Linked DNA regions of Sus scrofa: region 2 is linked to region 1. The links are chromatin contacts, called in public HiChIP or PLAC-seq maps. All regions are on one chromosome and are shown on one strand. The core of a region is the stretch at or near the end of the contact, and the rest is flanking DNA. Distances in the headings are between cores, read along the strand shown. Region 1 holds the start of PMF1 (polyamine modulated factor 1). Region 2 holds the start of RXFP4 (relaxin/insulin like family peptide receptor 4).

Region 1 (5,585 bases), core at 1,393-3,892:
AAACTCCTTAAAGTTCTGATAACAGTATTTCAGCCTTAATGTTCTAGGGTAGTGGGGCAAAACTCTTCCTTTTTTTTTTTCTTCTTGGCTGCCCTGTGTCAAATGGAAGTTCTCAGGCCAGGGATTGAACTTGTGCCACAGCAGTGACAATGCCGGATCCTTAACCACTAGGCTACCAGGAAACTCCCCAAACTCCTCTTTTAAAGTATCCAACACCTGTTGTGACAGGCAGTGACTTGGGACCCTCTCCTGCAGTGCTTGCAGCTGGACAAGTATCTCCTCAAACAGCAGACTACAAAGAAACTATAAGGGAGTAGAAATAACTGCATGCATGTATTATGGACAAAATACTCAAAGACCAAAAAGCCAGATGCCACTGTTGAGGTGTGGGGACGCAAAAGCAGAGTACTGTGCATGATCCCTGCACACAGACCACCAAGAGGGTGGAAAGACCACCTAAGCCATTCCATCTGCTGGACCCATTAGACGCTCTCCTATCCCCACCACATTTAAGGGACCAGATAGCTGTCCCTTCAGCACCCTCCTCGCCTTTAGTGAGAAAGCAAGGGCATCTGTTACTTGTTTTCACTCCCTCATGTGAGCCCCAATAAAGCATTGCTTGAATTTTTCACCTGGCCTCTTAACAATTTCTATTGATTAAAGTGCCAAGAACCCAGGTCAATAATACTGCTAGATTATTGCTCATTTCAGAGTTCCCAGCACGGCTCAGCAGGTTAAGAACCTGACATAGTGTCCCTAAGGATGCAGGTTCTATCCCTGGCCATATTTAGTGGGTTAAAGATCCTGCATTGCCCCAAGCTTCCGTGTAGGTCGCAGCTGTGTCTCAGATCTGGAGATGCTGAGGCTCTGGCATAAGCCGGCAGCTGCAGAATCAATTCAATCCCCAGCCCAGGAACTTCCATATGCCACAGGTGCGGCTGTAAAAAGAAAAAAAAAAAAAAAAAAAAAAAGGAATCCGACTGAAGGGGCTTGGGGCACTGCGGAGGTGCGGGTTCAATCCCAGGTGCAGTGGGTTAAAGGATCCACTGTTGTCCCTGGGCTCATATTCAATCCCTGGCCCAGGAACTTCCATTTAACTCGGGAGTGGCTATAAAATTAAAAAAAAAAAAAGTTTATTTAAAGTAAAAATCAAGTTTCACTGTCATTTGTCTCAAGGTATTTTTTTTGTCTTTTTGTCTTTCTAGGGCCACATCCACAGCATACGGAGGTTCCCAGGCTAGGGGTTCAATTGGAGCTGTAGCCACTGGCCTACACCATAGCCACAGCCACAACATAGGATCCGAGCCGTGTCTGTGACCTACACCACAGCTCATGGCAACGCCAGATCCTTAACCCACTGAGTGAGGCCAGGGATTGAACCCACATCCTCATGGATCCTAGTTGGGTTCATTAACCACTGGGCCACTATGGGAACTCCTTAAGGTATTGTTTTTAATTTCCTTTTTTATTTCATCATTGACCCATTGGTTTTTAGTAGCATGTTTTAGTCTCCATGTAATTTTCTTTTTTCTGTCCCAATTGTTTTCCTGTGGTTGACTTTCAGTTTCATGCCACTGTAGTCAAAAATACGCTTCAAATAAATTCTATCCTCTTGAAAAAAAAAAAAAAGTAAAAATCAAGGAGTTCCCGGTCATAGCTTAGTGGCTAGCAAATCCTACTAGGAACCATGAGGTTGCGGGTTCAATTCCTGGCCTTGCTCAGGGGGTTAAGGATCCAGCGTTGCTGTGAGCTGTGGTGTAGGTCGCAGACGCGGCTCGGATCTGGCGTAGCTGTGGCTCTGGCGAAGGCCGGCGGCTACAGCTCCGATTAGACCCCTAGCCTGGGAACCTCCATATGCCACGCGTGCGGCCCTAGAAAAGGCAAAAAGACAAAAAAAAAAAAAAAAAAGTAAAATGTAAGACATCAAGTCCTCACAACCACCCAGTGAAGGTATTATTACTATTTACATAATAACAGCTAAAACGCTAACACTGCAAGTGGCCGGCACTGTTCTAAAAGAGACGTGTATCCACTCAAGCCTCAAAAAGACCCTATGAGAAAGGTACTACTGTTACCATTTTATTGATGAGCAACACAGGCACAGAGCAGTTAAGTCTCGCTCACTTTATGCTGGGCCATGATGTGCACCCGGCTTTTAAAGCCTGTACCTTTTCCTCTCAACCACTTGTGGACAGAACTACTGGAGGAAGGAGTAGCTACTTGTCCCAGGCCTGCCCTCACATAACCTGTATTGGTAAACATCACGTGACTTTCCGAGACACAGGAATTGCGTGTCGGCCAGTCAATAACCTCGAGACACAGGATTGTAAATAACCGGCGAACTCCGAGACCAAAGTGACTGAGCTGTTTCCCGTCTGGCCGTCCTGGCCTCGCGGGATTTAGACTCTGGCGGGATAAACCCTCTCTCGGCTTCGACCTGCTGAGAGTTTTGTCCACAGCCTCATTTCTTCCACCTTACCTCCCAGCAGCGACCAGCTTCTGGAGAAAGGTGTCCACCATGGTGTCAAAAAGCTTCACCCTTGAAATGGTAGTACCAGGGCGCGGAAGTTCCTGAGACAACCCTTCAGGCCCTTTTTCCTCACTGCCGCTGGCTACGTTGACGCTGCTCACTTCGGCCATGTTGAACTAGAACCGCCAAACCTTAACCGGCCCGTCCGCCCCGCCCACAAGCTCCCGATTGGCCGCTCCTGGCACTGGCGCCTTCGATTGGAAGCAGCGGGATGTCTATCACCGAGCCGCCGGCGGGGTGGGGAAACTGTCGGAGGCGGGAGAATTAAACACGAAAACAACTGGACACTGAAGTACGAATTTCTCGGCAAGCGGGAAAATAAGCGCAAAGTTCAGGGACTCAATAAAAACGTTTAATTACACTTGAAAGACTTCGTACAGTGCAACAGTGAATGTTCGCTGTTAATATTCACAAGAGTCCACTGTATCAAATGTTAATTGCATCTGTATTTTTATTCCCCTGTGTCCTCCAATCCTCCCATCAGGTTTCCGGTCTTGTGCAGTCTCCAGAAAGTTTCTTCCAATTTGGCTACGGACCAATACATCAAAAATTCCAGCTGGTTCGGTCCATTGTCCTGGGAAAATGGAAGCCCATTCTCCCATCCCTACCAAGACATATTTTAACCACTCAAACCCAGTCCTTAAAATAGTAGATGGGAAAGTAGGGGCCAGGGGTCCCTTTAGTTTAAGAACATCATCCTTTAAAACTGTGTGTGTGTGTGTGTGTGTGAGAGAGAGAGAGAGAGACAGAGACAACAGGTGAAAGACTGACATACTGTACAAAAAAATATAGAACGAAAAAATTATGGATAAGTCTGGGAGGGAGAAACATTCTAAGATAGAAGCAGGAAACTACCTCCTACCCATGATACTTTACCCACTTTGCAATAGTGGGGAAGGACTGAAAACAAGTCTCTAGGGAAGGGAGGTGTGGCACTAAGAAAACCAGTCTCTAAAGGTCTCACTAGGAGTGAGATTAAAGAGAAATGAGGGACCCCTGGCTTCTATTATGTTGGTGGTTATTAGGGCAAAGGAGTTACTAAGAGCAGGAAGATGCAAAATGATCTCTGGGTGAAATACTTTGGATGACCATTTGTGAGTAGAAATTGGAGGACTCTTGACAAAGTGCAAGGAGAGAGAAACAAAAATAAGTGAAAGGGAACATAACTCTTAAAGGTAAGAGCCCAAGGTGGGCAGTGGTGGTGGTGAAGGAGAGAATTCAGATTCTGATCTGGCCTGGGGGGACAGAATGTGGGGCAGCCATAAGAAATATCAAGGCTTCAGGTAGCTAGCACCTTTCAAATTGGCACCATGGCCTTTCCCAGGGGGTGGGACCAATAAGAAAGTTTGAAGGGTCATCCAGGCCAGATGTCTCAAGTAGAAGTGACGGGTTTGATAGGCCTTCTTCTCAATCCATCTGCTGCATCTCTCCTCACCTGCCACACAGGCTTGGTAGAGGAAGTGTGTGTTGGGGGGAGGATGAGGCAGGGAAGAGGTGCTCATCATCTAACTCCTGAGAGCTTCAACAGGTAATCTTGGCAGTATCGGGCTGGTAAACGCGGTGGTCCTGGAATTGGGGAACTTCCTGACCCACTCTCTTTTTCACTCTTTCTCTTTTTTTCTTTACTCTCTTTTAAGCATTCCTCCAGAGGGTACCATGACTGGGATGATGCCTCACATCGGGGAGAAGGAAGGTTTCCCATCTCAGAGAGTCCCATTGTGAGACAACATCTGTTTCTGTGAGTCGCAGTGATTAGGGTATATATGTGTATGTCATGACTGCCTGGGGCTGAGAAGCTCGTTGCCCTGTCCTAGGTTTGGCTCAGCTGGTCGAAGGAGATACGCTGGGACGCACATACCCTTCAATCACATTCCAAACCAGCTACTCTCTAAACCTGACTTTACAGGGTAGTGCTCCAAGTCCAGTGTGCCCCAGACAGTCTGATCTACGTAGAGCTGTGTCCACTACTGTAGTCATGTGGGCTAGGGGAAAACAACAGCTTATATGTCCTGGGACTGCTTGGACTCAAGGGACTGGGAGGGACGGATAGGAACTGAGATTGAGGGAAAGCTACATTACATTTTCCCACCTGTCTGAGGAAGGGGTGGGCTCTGATTGCAGGACTGGTGCTTTAGCAGGACTAAGACAGTAGCTTGGTTAACAGAAAAATACACACACAAAATAAAGTATCAACATCTCTCTCCAACCTAATAACTCTCCAAAGAGAGGACGAGTGCTCTGGAGAACCAGAGGTTTTGCTGCTCCTACTCCCTGTGCAAAAGTGCCTGGCACCTTGCCCCCAGTGGCAGGGAAAAGCAGAGTAGTCTGGTGGGAAGCTCGGTCCCAAAAGAAAAACATACTACCCTAAGGGATGAAGCAAGAAAGGGCTGCTAGCAGCTGCTTGGAATCTGGGCTGAAAGCCCAAGAAGAAGAACCAGTAGCAGTGAGCAAGCTCTGTGTACAGCTCTTCTCAGGATCTCAGGGGTGCAGATGGAGGGAGAAGGGAGAGAAGGGTTAGCAGAGGATGGATGGAGTGGGATTGCAGGGAGGGTGGGTTTCCTTAGGGCAGGACTGAGTACCTGGACTAGTGAGGGAGCCCAGTTTGGCAAGAAAATTAAAAATAATGGGGGCAGGGGATCCAGGTGTGGAGCCTCTTCAGCAAGAGCAGTTCGAAGTCTCTGTCCCTGTCCCAGAGAGGCCACCTGGCCCAGGGCAGAGTTAGGTAGTGGTGGGGGCACTTGGAGAGGGTGCTATGGTCTCCTCTCTGCCCCCAGCGCATAGTGTGGGAAACAGCAGGCTTCTCTCCCCACCACTGGTTACCAGTGTCTTGAGTCCACCAGCTCAGGTCGGAGGCTGAGTTTCTTGAGGCTCTCGTAGCCCACCACAATAACAATGGTGGAGGGCGTGGCTGAGATGATTCTGGCAGAGAGTCCCTTCATGAGGCCCCAAGGCCCCTCTTCTGCCATCAGCTGTCGGAAGGTCAGGATGATGGAGTTCTTTCCCTCAACCTGGAAAAGTCAACACAGTGGAGGACCATGGAGTGTTTGACCAAGCA
Region 2 (5,585 bases), core at 954-3,453, 250 kb after region 1:
TCACAGCTCACAGCAATGCCAGATCCTTAACCCACTGAGCAAGGCCAGGGATTAAGCCCACATCCTCATGGATCCTAGTTGGGTTCATGACCACTGAGCCATGATGGGAACCCCCTTAACAGCCCATTTTACAGTTGAGAAAACATACAGAGAGGTCAACTAACTTACCCAGGTCCCTCAGCTGGCTAGTGTCAGAGCTAGAATGTGAAGCCGGGTGTGTTTCAACCCCTGAGCTGATGCTCTGAGCTAAGCACTTGAGGTAGGAGAAAGACTAGCACTGCTCTCTGTGGTTTCCTCTCCTCTGGCTGCACCTTCGGCCTCCCCTCCTCCCAAGCGCTCTCCAATCTCTCACCTCCTTATGCCCCACCCTCATCCTTGGCCTGTCCTTATCTTCTCTTCTTCCTCCCAAATCCTGATTTAAGGAGAAACGCATGGGCTACGCCCAGCCAGCAACAGGGGTTTGCACTCCAGGCTTGGCTGGAGCTAGGCATCCAGCATGACCCCACACGAGGCATCTCCCTGCAGGGGGAACTACAGCTTTTGCAGCTGAGGTGTCTGTGGGCACCAAGTTTTTGAGGGCACTACTGAGATGGTAAGAAGGTAGAGATGGCCAGAGGAGGCCACATTTGGCCCCAACACCAGAAGAAGGACAAGGGTACACCCATTTGAGGTGAGGGAGGTGGGATGGAGAGGATAGAGCCAATTAGCCTAGGACCCTTAGGGAAAATTTCCTAGAAAAGTTCACAGGAGGCAGACACGGGACAAAGAATCCTTTAGGCCACACTGACCTGGAGGTGGAACCAGGATGAAAGGTGCACACACTTTGTGGATGCTCCAGAGGTTTATTCTCAGATCCTCTTCATTCCCATCTCCACGTGGAGACTTCTGGTTCTTCCTACCCAGCCCTGATCTGGGCCCCGGCCTCCCCCATTCTCCCACTGCCAGACTTGGGGATCAAAGATCAGACTCTCCCTGAGAGCGTTACATTACAGCAGAGAAGCCAGCTTTTCTCTCCCTGGGATGCGTGGATCCTGCACCTGACCTGGCAGACCCCCAGAAAGAGGGGGATTAGCTTGCTCCCTTCACCCAGCTGTCCCTTTGTCCCGGTTGGTGGGCATGGCAGAAGGGCCACCATCCCTAGGGGTGATCTCCTCCCACCGCCTGCCCACTTCCTTTAGGGCCACCTGTTCCACCCAGCCCCGGCCCTGCGGCCACAGCCTTGCTCTCAGGTCCCTGAAGGTGACTTCCAGGGCCCGCCGGGGCTCCCGCCTTAGGAGGCAGTACAGCACAGGGTTGAGGCAGCTGTTGCTGTGTGCCAGGCAGGTGGTGACAGGGAAGACATAGGTATGGATGGTGTAGAAAGTGCTGTCCCAGGGCACCAAGTCAAACTTCACCAGGACACCCCAGAAAGTGACCACATGGTTGGGGAACCAGCAGAGGAAGAAGGAAGCCAGAAGGATGCGGATGGAGCGGGCCACAACCCTGTTGTCCTGCCGTCGCTGTCGCCGCCGTCGCAGGAAGGCCAGCAGCAGCAGGTAGCTGGTGGTGATGATGCCCAGTGGCACCATAAAGGCCAGGACCACCCTCTGCAGCTGGTAGGCCCCCAGCCAATACCTGCTGGGAAAGCGCAGCAGACACAACCGCACGCCACACAACTCGCCCTCAGCCCCAAAGACAGCCGTGGGCACCGTCACCAGGGCAGCTGCTACCCACACTGCCAGGGTGGCCACACGGGCCCAGAAGAGCGAGAGGTGGGTACCTGGTCCCCCAGCCATGGCCACCACCCAGTATCGGGCAACACTCAGCGCCGTGATGAGGAAGATGCTGGCATAGATGTTGAGGACGGTGGCTGTCAGGATCATCTTGCAGAGGGCACCTCCGAAGGGCCAGTGGAAGTCCAGCGCCGACTCAGCTGCCCAGAAGGGAAGAGTGAGTGCCAGCCCCAGGTCTGCCAGAGCCAGATTGAAGACAAAAGTGTCAGAAGGTGGGCAAGGGGCTCTCCGAGCGCAGTTACCCAGCACCCACAGCACAGCCAAATTTCCCAGTAAGCCGACGGCCCCCACAAGCCCATAGGCCAGGGCAACCATGACCCTCAGGGCTAGGAATCCAACAGGCATCGTTGCATCATCAGCACTCAGCACGCTGCCTCCAGACGCATTGACCCAGAAAGCGGGCAGGGGGGCAGAGGTATTGGGTGTGGGCATCGCAGGGCATCAGATGTCAGTGGTGCAGGGCAGAGGGGCCAGCGAGTGTCTGCCAGGCTGGTAGGGGCCGCCTAGGGCGCTCTGCAGGTTGCTGTAGATCTGAGCGCTTCTCTGCTTCTCTGGGGCCTCTGGCTGCCTGGAGGCCCAGCCCACGGTCATACCTCATAGGGCGGGTCCTGGAGGGACAACCTGCCTCTTCTCTGTTGGTCTTGGGGTGGGTGGGGCAGGGTGAGGGAGGACCAGAACCCTGGGATAAGTGCGTGCGTGCGTGCGTGCCTGCGTGCGTGCGTGTGTCTCCATGCAGAAGAGAGGGAATGGGGAAGGGGAAATTATCCCACTATGAAGGGCAGCCCCAAGCCTCCACCCAGGGAGGGGACCAGAGATACCCCATCTGAGGGATGGCAGGAACCAAACTATAACCCCCTCTATTCCTAACTGTTCAGGGGCCCCCTTCTCTGCAGAAAGTGCTCCCTGGGCACCTGGGGAGGTGGGCTGGGAGGGGGCGTAGGGGCAGGCAAGGCTCTGGAGTCCCAATTCTACTACCACTCTGTGACTTTAGTGAATTTCTTCCCTCCTCTGAACCTCAGTTTCCTTACTTAAATTTTTCAAATTAAAATCTCTCTTCACGGGATTAGTGTGATAAAATGAGATGACACATATGAAAGGGCACTTTGTGCCTTGCTATTTGCACAAATGGTTATTATTTCAAAGGAAAAGTTGGGGGCCTTTGTGGCAGAAGGGAGCAAGGTACTAAGCAGTTATTAACACCATGGCCAGGGAACAGCGCCAACGAAAACACAGGTTGGAATTCGTTGCAGCAGCAAGTGACCTTGAGGCTAAAAGCAGGGAAGAAAAGGGGAGAGGAAGTCACAGCTTCCTGTTCCCTCCCCACTGGGAATGCAGCCTATGAGGACCTGAGTGGCCCTGGGGCATGCCCTTGGTTCTCTTCCTGCTAAGAAGTCCTGCTAGCCTCGATCACTAACGCCCACAGCCATTTCACACTTTCCTGCTCTAATCTGAGGTCAATGGTGCCTCCATTCTCTCCTCCAACCCCCAAACCGCGTTTCAGAGCTGCGGATGCTGAGATACACCTTCACCACACCCCATCCTGTCTCCTCATGATCTCAGTCCTAATTGGAAAAAATGCCTCAATGGGTCCTTCCCTTTTGTGCCCATAGCCCTAACCGTTGCAGAATTTGCTGTGATGAGAGAAAGGAGAGGAGATGGGGGTGTGGAGGGCAGGGTGCAGATAAAGGAATAATGCTTTTTCAAGGATTCCAAAATATTCAACACCTTCCTGCCCTGTGCCAACCCATTAAGATGTTTGATGTTCAGTTCCCTTGAATGCTGGGGGAGGAGAGGAGCCCTGTCAGGATAATCAACAGCTGGTCTGAGGAACCCTATAGGAGAAGCCCAGAGGTGAAAGAGATCCAGACTGCGTGCCAGGATGTTTGGGTCCTTCAGCAAGGGATACGTGTGAAGTGGTTAGCAGAAGGGGAGTGCCCAGCCCAAGTTCAGGTGAGCCCCAGGGGTCACCTGCTGGCCTCAGGGAGTGCTCCTGCGTGACTTCATGCCAATCACTCTGTCTCTCAGGGCCATGTTTACACTCCCACCCATCCAGCATCACCTTGCCAATCTGGCAGCCAAGGTGTCTTTTAATGCTTTGGACTTATTTTCTCTTGGTTTGAGAAACAGAAGCCAGGTCAGAATTTCAGGGTTCTGCTAACCCATTTGAAATATCTGGTCCTTTGGGGAGTTCCTGTCATGGCTCAGCAGAAACGAATCTGACTAGTATCTGTGAGGACGCAGGTTCCATCCCTGGCCTTGCTCAGTGGGTTAAGGATCCAGCATTGCTATGAGTTGTGTAGTGGATCTGGCGTTGCTGTGGCTGTGATGTAGGCTGACAGCTACAGCTCCGATTCGACCCCTAGCCTGGGAACCTCTGTATGCTGCGAGTGTGGCCCTAAAAAGATGGGGGGAAAAAAAAGAAATATCTGGGCTTCTGATCATTTCTTTTTCTTACCTTTATTCATTTCTAATCTAAACCCTTTCCATTGGTTTGAGACTAGCAATACTCCCTTGTGGTTATATAGAAAGGTGGTGCCACCAACTGGCCAAGTTTGAGAATTTCACTGAGCCTTTTCACTTTTCTAGTATTTTGTTTTGAGTTATTCATTCACTCACTAATCACAGCATTTCTTAAGCCCTTACCATATGCCAGGCACTGTGCTAAATGCTAGGAAGACAAAAGCATAATATGGTTCCTCTCCTCGTAAAGTATAATAAGCTTTTTTTTTGGATTTTTAGGGCTGTACCCAAGGCATATGGAAGTTCCCAGGCTAGGGGTCGAATTGGAGTTGCAGCTGCCAGCCTACACACAGCCACAGCCACAGCCACAGGGGGATCCAACCATGTCTGCCACCTACACACAGCTCACAGCAACACTGGATCCTTAACCCACTGAGTGAGGCCAGGGATTGAACCGGCATTCTCATGGATACTAGTCAGATTCATTTCTGCTGAGCCACGATGGGAACTCTCTATAATAAGCTTTTTGAGATGGGTGGTATCTTTAAGTTCATCTAGTTCAACTTCTCATTTTATGGGAAGTAAAAATGACTTGCCCAAGGCCACTAGGGAAGTGGTGGCAGAGTTAGGATTTGAGATAAAAGTCATCTGACTCCTAGAACATAGCTCTTTCCACTACATCACAAAACCCTTTGGGGGAGTTCCTGTCGTGGCTCAGCAGTAACGAACCTGACTAGTATCCATAAGGACATGGGTTTGATCCCGAGCACTGAACTTTGGTGTAGGTGGCAGACATGGCTCAGAGCCCGAGTTGCTGTGGCTGTGGTGTAGGCCGGCAGCTACTGCTCAGATTTGACCCCTAGCCTGGGAACTTCCATATACCATGGGTGCAGCCCTAAAGAGACAAAAAACAGAACAAAACAAAAACAAAAAACAAAAACCCTTTGGGCATTGCTTTCTACCTATAATCTCTTCCCCCTTGCCAAGTACCGGAAGTGCCAGTCTTGCCTTTGGGACGCACCTAAGCTGCCAAAGGAAACAGCAGCAGGATGTGGACCAAGGGATCATGACAGCTCTGCTCTCAGTGCTCTTCACTCACAACTGCAGGGAGATGAGGAGAAACTGGATTCAACAAAAACGATTTCATCATCCCTCATGTTCACATTACCCTTTAGAGCCACACTTTACCAGCCCCATTTCCTATCTTAGACTCCAAGGACCTGTAGGGATAGATTACAGTGTCTCCCTTCCATAAGAAGGACTTCCAGGAGTTCCTGCTGAGGATCAATGGGGTCCGCAGTGTCTCTGTAGCACCAGGACACAGTTTCAGTTCCTCAGACCCCCAAATACCCT

The links. HiChIP or PLAC-seq counts read pairs in DNA pulled down with a chosen protein or histone mark.
Region 2: a contact with region 1 is called in an H3K27ac HiChIP or PLAC-seq map of alveolar macrophages. The contact joins the promoter of RXFP4 here to the promoter of PMF1 in region 1. A contact is called at or near these places in 1 of 47 Hi-C or Micro-C datasets (retroperitoneal adipose tissue) and 1 of 2 datasets of contacts at active chromatin or transcription factors (alveolar macrophages).

The regions. Positions count from the first base shown.
Region 1 is chr4:93,834,144-93,839,728 of Sscrofa11.1, forward strand. PMF1 (polyamine modulated factor 1) reads right to left here and starts at 2,643. Exons shown (of 5, transcript NM_001123163.1): 1 at 2,480-2,643. The coding sequence starts at 2,640. SLC25A44 (solute carrier family 25 member 44) reads right to left here. Exons shown (of 4, transcript XM_001928054.5): 4 at 2,861-5,538. The coding sequence ends at 5,347.
Region 2 is chr4:94,082,892-94,088,476 of Sscrofa11.1, forward strand. RXFP4 (relaxin/insulin like family peptide receptor 4) reads right to left here and starts at 2,204. Exons shown (of 1, transcript NM_001005844.1): 1 at 1,083-2,204. The coding sequence starts at 2,204. The coding sequence ends at 1,083.